3 separate regions of the Sus scrofa genome follow, and all the other regions are linked to region 2. A link is a contact called in public HiChIP or PLAC-seq and promoter capture Hi-C data. All regions are on one chromosome and are shown on one strand. The core of a region is the stretch at or near the end of the contact, and the rest is flanking DNA. Distances in the headings are between cores, read along the strand shown.

Region 1 (3,785 bases), core at 1,065-3,564, 180 kb after region 2:
CACAACAGGAACTCCCTTTTGTTAAAATATTCTTTTTTTTTTTTTTTTTTTTTTTTTTTTTTTTTTTTTTTTTGTCTTCTTGCTATTTCTTGGGCCGCTCCAGCGGCATATGGAGGTTCCCAGGCTAGGGGTCCAATCGGAGCTGCAGCCACCGGCCTACACCAAAGCCACAGCAACGTGGGATCGGAGCCGCGTCTGCAACCTACACCACAGCTCACGGCAACGCCGGATCGTCAACCCACTGAACAAGGGCAGGGACTGAACCCACAACCTCATGGTTCCTAGTCGGATTCGTTAACCACTGCGCCACAACGGGAACTCCAAAATATTCTTGTACATCATGTTCTATCCCAGTTTGCTGTGCTATACAGTAGAACCCTGTTGTTTATGCATTGTAAATGTAATAGTTTGCATCTACTAACCCCAAATTCCCAGCCAATCCCACAACATGCCATTATTTTTTAAGGCACATCCTTTATTTTTTTGGCCCAACCCAGCATGTGGAAGTTCCCCTGCCAGGGACTGAACCCTCACTGCACTTACAGTCTGTGAAACTGCTGCAGCAATGCTGGATCCTTAACCTGCTGCACCGCACAGGAACTTCCCACATCTGTAATTTAGAGAGATTAAACTGAAAAAAAGGTGTTTAAAGTTGATGAAAAAGATAATTAATAAATATATGCTTTATCTTTGTATGGGAAAGAGCTCCCCCGCCCCCGCAAGCCACATCTCACATGTGGAAGGGCACCACAACAGTGACAATGCCAGATCCTTAACTGGCTGAGCCACAAGGAGACTCCTGGGAAGAGGCTTTCTAAGCTTAAAGACAAACTTTCTAAGCTTAAAGACAAAGTATCCATAGCTTTGACTTCATCAAAATGAAAACCTTCTGGGGAGTTCCCTCGTGGCTCTGTGGGTTAAGGATCCAGCACTGTCACTGCTGTGGTTCTGGTTACAGCTGTGGCATGGGTTTGATTCCTGGCCTGGAATCTTCCACATGCCTTGGGCATGACCAAAAAATAAAAATATTGGCAGAGGATAAAAGAAAGGGAATTTTCAGTGTCAGCAAAGCAAAAGGATATGGAACCCTCACCTGCCCCTGAGAGGGGTTGTCAAACCTTTAATTTAGGGTAGGCCCTAAAAATATTTAGGTCCTTCCTAGTTTACTTCTAGAAATCTATCCAAGGAAATGATCTTATCTTTCTGTGATGATTACACATCACATTTACTTACTGTGAAAAAAAATCCCAGAAAACTTTAGGGAAAATAAACATCTTAGACATGTAGCCAGGTTGTTGAAAGGTAAAGACATGATTTGAGGGGGTCAGGCTTTTTCCTTCACCTAACCAGAAACTAGTGTTCTTAGGTCATTTAATAAGACCAAAGCTCTCAAATGATGTAACCTGTTAGGAAACCTTAAGACAGTCTTGTGATGTTTTGGAGAGACAGTGGCCAAGAGCAAAAACTGTTCTCCTTGCCTTTTTTTTTTTTTTTAAGGGCTGTACCTGCGGCATATGGAGGTTCCCAGGGGTTGAATCTGAGCTGCAGCCACCATCCTATGCCAGGTCCCAGTCGGGTCTTCAACCTACACCCCAGCTCACAGCAATGCCAGATCCTTAACCCACTGAGCGAGGCCAGGGATTGAACCTTCGTTTGCATGGATACTAGTCGAATTTTTTTCCGCTGAGCCAGGATGGGAACTCCTCTCCTTGCTTTTGAATCACTCAGAAATAGACCTTTGATCTAGACAATTTGGGAATCCCATCTTAGTGACTTTAGCCAAAATGCCCTCTATTTCCTCTAGCTCCGTGTGCAATTGAGGGCAGGCAGTTGCATTCACCGTGCTTGTTCCATCTGTGTCCCCTTTACACCCAGCAGCAGAGTTTTTCTTTTCGAACAGCTCTTCTTGCGCCCTGCTGAAGACCTGCCAGAACCTTTTCTTGTGCTTGTAATTATCACTTTTGCCAAGGCCTAAATGGCCTGGCAGGATTGGCCCCTGCCTACTTCTGGGACCTTGGATCATCTTCTCCCTCTATTCCACTGATGTCCTCTCCAGTTTTCTCAAACCTATTAAAACTGGATACGGCCTCCAGACCATCGCAGGGGCGAAAACATGCTTTCTTGCATCTCTGAGTAGTGGCACTCAGAGAGGTCTTTGCTGTGGTACTCCGTGTTTATTGCTTGTGTCCACCAGGCTGGAGGTGGGGAGGATAGGCAGGATCAGACAAAGGGAGCACTGAGAGCCTATGAGCAAGGTCCCAATTCCTGCAGTGCTACTGGAAATCACGAGCATCACCAGCCTCCAGTTCTGTGCGCACACGAGATGACCCTGGAGTCTCGCCAGGGCGAGTGTCTCCATCTAGGGATGGACAAAACGGTTCCTACTTAGCCTTGGGAAAATCAAGCGGGAACCCGCTCCAGAAAGCGGAGCAACGCGCACTGGCTGCTCAACCTGTACTCACGACGCGCAGCGGGACTCGGCGTACGGCGCCCGCCTCTCGTGCTAATGCCCGCGCCCGCCTCTCGTGCTAATGCCCGGGGCGTTCAGGGCCCGCAGGTCTTGGGGCGGGGCAGCTGGGGGTCACAAAGCGCGAGTTCGTTAGGGCAAAAGCGGAGTACGAGACTGAGGCACGGGCACAGGGACTCTGCATGGGGCCCCAGGCCCAACGACGACAGGTAAGGAACAGTGGCGGCAGGAAGGCCCAGGACTCGCTCCCGGCGCCGCCGGGATATCTTCGGGCGCGGGAAGCACGCAGTCCCGCAGCGCTGTTTGCCACGGGCTGGCTCTAGGAAGAAAAGGTGTATAGGCTGCACAAGGGCGGGGAGCGCCTGTAACTTCAGGTCGTCCAGGACTGTAGATAATGGGCTAAGCGGCACCTCATCACAACCCAGAGGCTAGTACACAGTACAGTTCCTATAAAGGACCTGACAGCCGCCATTCCCCTCCCCCCTTCTGGCGGGTAAGATCAGAGAACGGTTTGAAGGAAGACGCATGCGCGTGAAACTAAATTAAACCGCTAAAGCTCGCAATAATCGCGGGAAGGCGCAGGCGCATAAAAGCCCCGCGGGTTTAAGGAGGTGGGAGGGGCTGAGCCTAAAACGCCAGCGTTTAATAACTTGCTGCCTGGAGATGGGCTGGAACGTAAAATTACGCATGCGCCCAAGCTCTGTGTGACGCAACGGGGCGGTGCGGCCACCTGACTGCGCGTGCGCAGAGATTGTTCTAAGCGCCTTATTTAGGTTGCGCAGGCGCCCGCTGGCCATTTCTTCTCAGCCACGCCGAAGTTGTTCGTGTAGGTGAGTGTTTGTTGCTCCGTGTTTACCGCGAAGCGGACTCCAAGGATGCCATTTTTACGAGGATTGTTTACCCCCAGGAGTCTGTGGAACCTGGGAGGCTTTAGCAAGGTGCGGCCTGCCGTTGGGAGCGAGGAATGGTTCGCCGAGTCTTGGCAGGGCCGCTGAGGCCTGCAGGCCGCGCTGACTCTATTGTGTGAGATGTCGGAGGAGGCGGAGCGGAAGCGGTCGCCGCCATTTCCTTGCTTCCACGCTGGCGTTAGGCCGGGTTCCCCTTTGGCTTGGGGCACCGGTACCTGGTGCACAGAGCGGCTTCGGGGGCCCGACCGCTGGCCAAGGGGGTGTTTGGCGTTGGAGTATGTGGGGTCGGGAAGTCCGCACGGCCTCGGCCTTTATTAAGGCGCCGCGGCGGGGCGGCAGGGCGTCTCGAGAGCGGAACGGAAGGCTGTTTAATTTTAACATTTCTCAGGTCTGACCGTCATCCCCACTTT
Region 2 (3,768 bases), core at 415-2,914:
ATTAAACCAACAAGCCTAAGCTAGCTTCAATACCAGATATCAACTCAGTACTGAATATTCTCAGATCACAGGGACCTGAAATTCATTTTGCCTAATTTTCTAAATATTAGGAATTATTTGAAATTTTTTTTGTCTTTTTAGGCCCACATCCGCAGCATATGGAAGTTCCCAGGGGACTATAACATGGAACAGAGCTCTGATTATCCATAGTTAATTATTCACTGCCAGTGTTATCAAATATCAAGCAAACAAATGCAATGCAAAACAGCCTCTCAGGATCACAGTTCCCTAGCACCAAAAAGGGAGGTTCTCGTCCATTGCAAAGGGAAAATCCCAACCACTACTCTGCCATAAGCAAAACCCAGCGCAATAGGCAAGGATACCTGTTATCAAAAATGTCTCTATGGACCAATGCATACTGATACACATACAAACAACAAACTTACAGTCCCACAAACAAAGGCACAAACTGGAGTGGCTCACCCCAAAACAACACACACACACAATTACAAATAACATATAAGACAGAAAATCAGAGACGGGGTAGTCTAAAATTCCACTTCCATTCCCAGACAGAAGACACGTCCAAACAGATTGGCCCAGATCTCAAAAGAGAACGGACCCAAAGTGACTCACTTCCCACAAGGGAAGCAGCCCAAATGGAATGGAGAGAGTTCCCAGCCTCAGCAAGCTGGAGCGACTTACCCCCAATCAACACTGAATGTGGAACACAGCTCTGGACATTTCTTAGCTTTAAACAGCATCCTGCCCTGGGGTGGCTGGTGCCTGCAGGGCGAGAGACACACACACACACCTCTTCCCCAGAGCAAAATGAGCTCTGGGCAGCTGCTGGGAACTCAGGTAAGGGGCTGCCCCAGCAGGTGTCAATCTGCTGGGCACAGTGTCCCACCTGGGCTGCCATAATTGTTACCAAGTCCGTGTGCTCAGTGCACACCAAAGCCAAACAACACCGAAAGTCAGGATTTGGAGCACAGAAAGGTTTACTGCAGTGCCATGCAAGGAAATGGGTTGCTTGTGCTTTAAAAAGCCACAAACTCCCTGCAGGCTTTCAGCAAAGCCCTTGTAAAGGCAAGATGAGGGAGGGACGTGGTTGTTGCAAATTTCTCTGTGCCTGATAATTTGTTTTCATAGCTGTCCACATAGACATAGGTATAGACAAGATTGTTTTTAAAACAAAAAAGGTGCAGAGCATGACTAAGCACAGGCAACAAAGCACAAAGGTTAAAATAACAGGAACAGATCTAATATGGAGTCAGATTTGTTCTTCCCTATTACTCCCCTCCCACTTCCTAGACTCCCTTAGACCTAGGGGAGGGGCCTGAAGTTCCCAGAGTTAACCTGAGTGGGCTCCGGACCTGGGTGGGGGTTGTTCATAATGGAAATGTTACTGAAAAGGGGTCAGAGGTCCACGCACGACGCCTCCACCCAAAGCGACCTGCCTGAAGGCCACGGCCTCAACCTACCTGAGGCCTGAGCCCAGGGCAGCCCCAAGTCTGGGACCGCGTGAGTCCACGCAGCAGCCACTGTCCCGAGCCTGGCGGAGGGCGGAATCCCGGTGTTGGTCCCACCCCGCCCCCTCGCGGTGCTGGTGGTGGCAGCCTGTGATGCGGCCCCTTTAAATCCCGGCCGCCCCGCCCTTCGCAGCCACTCGGCGGCGGCCCCGGATCCAGGCCGGGCCGCGGCTCTTGCCGCGCAGCTTAGCCCATCCCGGCCCAGGCGCCAAGCCGAGGCCGTCTGCTCCCCGCACCCGGGAGTAGCGGTTACTTCCGCGACCGGTCAGGTGTCCACCCCGGCAGGCCCGCCTGCATCCCCGCCCGGCCCCGGGCTCCCAGCCCGTCCCCGCCCCGGGGCCGGGGCCCCCGCAGCCTCCTGGTCCCCGCGCCCCGGCCCCGGTCCCCCGGGCCATGCGGCCTCGGCCCCGCCGGCGCCCACCGCGCACCCGAGGAGATGAGGCTCCGCAATGGCACCTTCCTGACGCTGCTGCTCTTCTGCCTGTGCGCCTTCCTCTCCCTCTCCTGGTACGCGGCGCTCAGCGGCCAGAAAGGTGAGCCCCTCCTCCGCCGCCGCCCGCCCGGTGCCCCATCCACACCTGGGAGCCGGCGTCCGGAGCAGGGTGCGGGCATCCGCCCGCGAAGCGGCCGGAAGCGGACGCAGGCGCCCCTTCCTCGCCCGAGCGGCGGGGGAGGACGCCCCTCCCATCCTCGCCCCCACTTGTTTGCTGCTGGAATAAAGAAATTCTCCTGCGGCCTGGGCTGGGCCGCGCGGGTGAGCAGATAGTGGGCGCCCAGGGCACGCTCCGAACCGGCCTCCGTGAGTACAGTTCTGCCATGCTGGGGACTTCAGAGTTCTCACAGAGGGACAGAGACACAAGGTCACAGAGGTGGCTGTGCTGTGCCAGAGGGTTCCCAGGGTACCAGCTCCAGGCACCTGGGTACACTGTTCCTGATGATACCAAACCCAAGTCCGCTCTGCCTTCCCAACGACAAGCCAGTACATTCCAGAGATGAGTTGTTGGGGCAAGGAATAGTGACTTTAATCTGAAAGCTAGCAGACCAAGAAGATGGCAGACTAGTGTTTTAGAAAACCATCTTGCCTCAGTCCCAATTCAGGCTCCTTTTATACTGAGAAGCGGGGGGGGGGGAGCCAAGGGTCTCTCACTAGCTGTCACTTGCATGGGGGAAGGGCCCCCTACAATGCTGGCCACTAAAGGTCACTCACGAAGGACTGCTTACAACTCCTCAGTGTCAATGTCCATGGAAAAGGGGGCAGCGATCTTTTTGGCTACTTTCTGCTGTACCTGGGCACTGAAAGTGTGACCATGGAATGGAATTGATCAGTTTTATGCTAGGAATATTAAGTAATACAATTCTCTTTATCTACAACTATTTAAACTTGGTAACATTCCTGCTATGATGAAACTTTAATCTCAATACTTATCCCTTTTCAAGAGCAACCTTAAGTCTTCTAAGGGTTCACAAACCCATTGCTCTCTAGGCCGCTCAGGAGTTGGGTCATTTACTAATGTCAGTGGGGCTCCTTTAACCCGAGTGTGATGAATCGATGGCTTTACTCCAGCTAACCTGACAGATGAGTGTGTGGTAAGTAATACCACATGTGGTCCTGTCCACCTTGCAGTCAGCTGGTGCTTAGGCCTTTGTTCTCTCCAGGCTTTAAGGAGGACTGGGTCTCCAGGTTGGAAAGGGTGTGAGGCTACCTCAGTTGGATAGGCAGACCTGTTGGAGGCAAACTCATGAACAGAGGTTAGTATGGTGCCCAGGATTTTAACATAATTGGCAACTGCTAGGTCTTTGAGAGCATTTAATTTACAAAGGAGATCTTGGCCCAAAAGAGGGATTGGACATGCTGGCATGTATATAAGAAACTGTGTTTTAGGGTGAGGTCCTCTAATTGGCATTCTAGAAAGCATGACGTTGTATTTCTCCAGAAACTCCTGTAACCGGCATGAATTGGGATGTTTTCTCTGCCACCTTAGTATTGACCACAGACCATGTAGCACCCATATTTTTCAGAAAGTCACTCAGGTTGTCCCCCACTGTCAAAATTGCCTGGGGCTCCTGTGGAGAAACTGGAATTGGGCGCCTCAAGTCCAAGGGGGTCCCTGGGCCTCTTGATGACTCATCAGAGTGTTCCTCTCTTTCTGCCGTGTAAGAGGCTCCCATCTTCTTTTATTGATTTTCGTCTTATTCTTTAGCGGCGGACACTCTTTTTCCCATCCCCTTCTTTCAG
Region 3 (3,328 bases), core at 118-2,617, 240 kb after region 2:
ACTTTACTCATTAATCTTTCTTAACCACTGAATTGGTCCCAAATCACTATTTTGGTGCCATCGCTGACTTCTACAGCCAGTTTACCAGTGGAAAGGATGGAATCAAAAAAACTCAGTCACACTATAATGCTTCATAGACAGCACTTCATCCTTTAGTGAGCTGTGCCCCACAGCACTCTCTATGATGGAAATGTTTTCACTGTCCTAGCCACATGGAGGCTACTGGGCATTTAAAATGTGGCTGTTGTGACTGAGAAACTAAATTTTTAATGTTTAAATATCACATGTAGGTAGTGGCTACTGTACTGATTAGCATAGCTCTAAATATTTGGCTTTATAGGACTTTCTAAGTCGTATTCTATCATAATCATTCTATTCTCACCTGCTGAAACTCTATTCTAGATGACAAAGGCTGAAAAAGTCTGTAAGAGATCACTGGATCAATCAAAAACATCTCTTATTTTACAGGCTGGGAAATGTGATAACTTGTCTGCAGCTGGTGGTAGAGCTCGCCCGGAACCCTCAATCCCTGACCTCCGCCTTGGTGCTTTGACTCAGCGGAGAGCAGGGACGCATGCGGTCGACAACTTGGAAGTGTGAGCCGGTATGGCATTTTGGGATTTAAAGAAGAGAACAGTGGGGATTCACTTTTCAAGTCCTTTTAAAATTAACACAGACCTCCCAAGCTTAAATGCGTACATTTTTAAATCTTAAGACACCAAAAGAGAATAAAAATGCTGCTGGGGAACATAACTGGAGGTGGAGTCACTCCAATCTCAGGCCATCCACGCCCACCAATTTATCTTGGCTTGAACGCACGGTATAGGTTAAGGCGTGTTAACAGGATGGTTTTTTAACAACTCGTCTAACAGGGGAGTCGGTTAAACACACTCGCCAACCTGGCTCTCACTGCGAAACCGGCAACCGCCCGGCGAAATGCAAGCAGGGCGCGCCTGGCCGGACCCTACCTGCGCGCACCGCGCCATCCGCGCCGCCATCCGCGCCGCTCAGCCCCGCGGCCGCGCGCAGCGCGCTCCCGCAGCTCGCCGACAGGTTGCCGGTGGCTTTCCGCGCCAGGGTCAGGATGGGGGCTGACCAGCCTTCCGCCGCCGCCCGGGCCTTCGCTGCGCTCTGCTGCTCGCCTGGGCCCGGCAACTGGCTCCGGTCCACGATCTCAAACTCTTCTCCCGGCTCCGGCCCCGGCGCTGGCCCGGGCTCCTGCCCCGCCCGGGAGCCGTCTTCCCCGTCGGCCATCTTGGTCATGTCACGTGGCCCGGGCGGGCGGCTGACCCGGCGAGGCCGGCGCGCGGGCGCGTGTTTTTGCGCTCTCGCTGCTCTGTTTCCCGGTTCGTGACGGTCTTCTTCCTCTTTCCCGTCCTCCTTTCTTGTTTTTTACTTTAAAACAGCTGGGGAAAATACGAATCGTAAGAAGCACCCACATCCTCATCAGCTGGGAGGACTTGTTTCCCTGGAAGTTATTCTTGGACTTTCTCCTTTTATTTGGTGCATCCAGCCCGGCTTAGAACACAGCGCACATGGCTGTTGTTTTCTTTGTGACACTTTACCCTCATTTTCATTTTATTTTAGAACTTTTTCTACTTGGTCATTTTTCTGGAGTAGTCGTCAAGCCCTAAAAAAGCGAGTAAGGAAACTCTGGGACAGGTGAGGCAGGAAAGCAGTTTTTTTTTGTTTTTGTTTTTTTAAATTAAATAAATAGGACAGCTTGGCAGGAAAGAGCACACTGGTGGACTGGGAATCAGAAGGTCTGGATTCTGCTATTAATTAATTAGTTAAATGGTAATACTTACAAAACTTAGCACATTACTAAGTAAGGCACACATGACAGGAACATTAGTTGTTTTTTACCGAAGGGTGTGGCTTGGACATACTGTCCACTCGTAGGGTATTACAGTCTATTTTCCCCTTGAAGGGACTATGTCTAAATAGAAATTCGAATTTCACTAGCATTTGACGCTTTGTTTGCCAAGTGCTGCATATGGGCTTTATCAAACCAGGAGACTGTTTTGTTTGCCTCCCAGAGTGTTTAAATTTAAAGTTAAAGTTGTTGCAGATATTTATTTATTTTTATTTTTGTTTTTTGTTTTCTTCTGAGTGCCAGACCTGCAGCACGTGGAACAACGCAGATCTGAGCCGATTCTGCAGCCTACATTGGGTGGAGCCAGAGATCGAACCCACATTCTCATGGACACTTTGTCAGATTTTTAACTCGCAGAGCCACAAGGGGAATTCCTATTGCAGATATTTAGAAATCAAAGGATTCCACATAAAAAATCTGGATTTGGGGGAGTTCCCGTCGTGGCGCAGTGGTTAACGAACCCGACTAGGAACCATGAGGTTGCAGGTTCGATCCCTGGCCTTGCTTAGTGGGTTAAGGATTCCTCGTGAGCTGTGGTGTAGATCGCAGACGTGGCTCGGATCTGGGATCTGGTGTCGCTGTGGCTGTGGTGTAGGTCGGCCGCTACGGCTCTGATTGGATCCCTAGCCTGGGAACCTCCATATGCCTCGGGAAGCGGCCCTCAAAAAGCCAAAAAAAAAAAAAAAAAAAAAAGAAAGAAAGAAAGAAAGAAAAGAAGTCTGGACTTTGGCCTGGTCTTGAAACATTGGAAGCTTTTGCAACTCAGTATATTCTCTGATTGCAGTGAACTGGTGGAGTGGATGATGGCTGTCCTTTTAGAAGCCCAGGTTTTCCTGGTATCTTTGTTACCAGCTTTTATGATCTTTCTGGCCACTGAAGGCCAGTTGTTTCCTGTTTGAAAGAGTGTAGCTGGAAAGTGGCCTCGGTACACTTGCACCAGTTAAGTCTCAGAGTCAGAGTTTTGGGTGAAGCAGAAAGAACAGTTTTATTGCTTTGACAGGCAAAGGAAGCCATTGTAGGCTAATGCCTCAAAACTGTGTCCTGCCTTGAGAGGGTATAGAAAGGGTTTTATAGGTTTAGCTCAGAAGACAGGTTTATTGATTAAGGTGTCTACATTATTCTCCCTCCATAGATCATTTCAGAATCCTCAAGTCCGGCGTCAGTCTGGTGATGGTTTCTGGTTGTCCTCAGGGTAAGCATTCTTTGATCTCATGGTTCCTAGTCAGATTCGCTTCTGCTGCACCATGATGGGAACTCTGAAGAGACCTCGATTTTGAGAGCTGATTTGGAGTATCAAGTGGTAACACCTCATGATGTCTATAATTTAAAATACTTCAGCACAAGAAAATATTTGGAGCAAACATGGCAAGAGCTTGACAGTTTTGAAATCTAGGTCTGAGTATAGGAGAATTGTTATGTATTTCTACTCTTCTGAATGTCTGACTTTTCATA

What was found. Promoter capture Hi-C pulls out the DNA fragments that hold promoters and counts their contacts. HiChIP or PLAC-seq counts read pairs in DNA pulled down with a chosen protein or histone mark.
Region 1: a promoter capture Hi-C map of liver shows a contact between it and region 2, with 2.8 times the contacts expected there. The contact joins the promoter of HNRNPH1 here to the promoter of MGAT4B in region 2. A contact is called at or near these places in 2 of 5 promoter capture datasets (fetal liver and liver), 2 of 47 Hi-C or Micro-C datasets (liver and skeletal muscle) and 1 of 2 datasets of contacts at active chromatin or transcription factors (alveolar macrophages).
Region 3: a contact with region 2 is called in an H3K27ac HiChIP or PLAC-seq map of alveolar macrophages. The contact joins the promoter of RUFY1 here to the promoter of MGAT4B in region 2. A contact is called at or near these places in 2 of 2 datasets of contacts at active chromatin or transcription factors (alveolar macrophages and skeletal muscle).

Annotation. Positions count from the first base shown.
Region 1 is chr2:78,959,142-78,962,926 of Sscrofa11.1, forward strand. It overlaps HNRNPH1 (heterogeneous nuclear ribonucleoprotein H), which reads left to right and starts at 2,315. Exons shown (of 14, transcript XM_021084330.1): 1 at 2,315-2,676.
Region 2 is chr2:78,782,111-78,785,878 of Sscrofa11.1, forward strand. It overlaps MGAT4B (alpha-1,3-mannosyl-glycoprotein 4-beta-N-acetylglucosaminyltransferase B), which reads left to right and starts at 1,665. Exons shown (of 15, transcript XM_003123649.4): 1 at 1,665-2,065. The coding sequence starts at 1,969. LOC106507307 (a long non-coding RNA gene) reads right to left here and starts at 1,671. Exons shown (of 3, transcript XR_002341724.1): 1 at 1,485-1,671; 2 at 706-786.
Region 3 is chr2:79,020,310-79,023,637 of Sscrofa11.1, forward strand. It overlaps RUFY1 (RUN and FYVE domain-containing protein 1), which reads right to left and starts at 1,368. Exons shown (of 18, transcript XM_003123642.4): 1 at 969-1,368. The coding sequence starts at 1,263.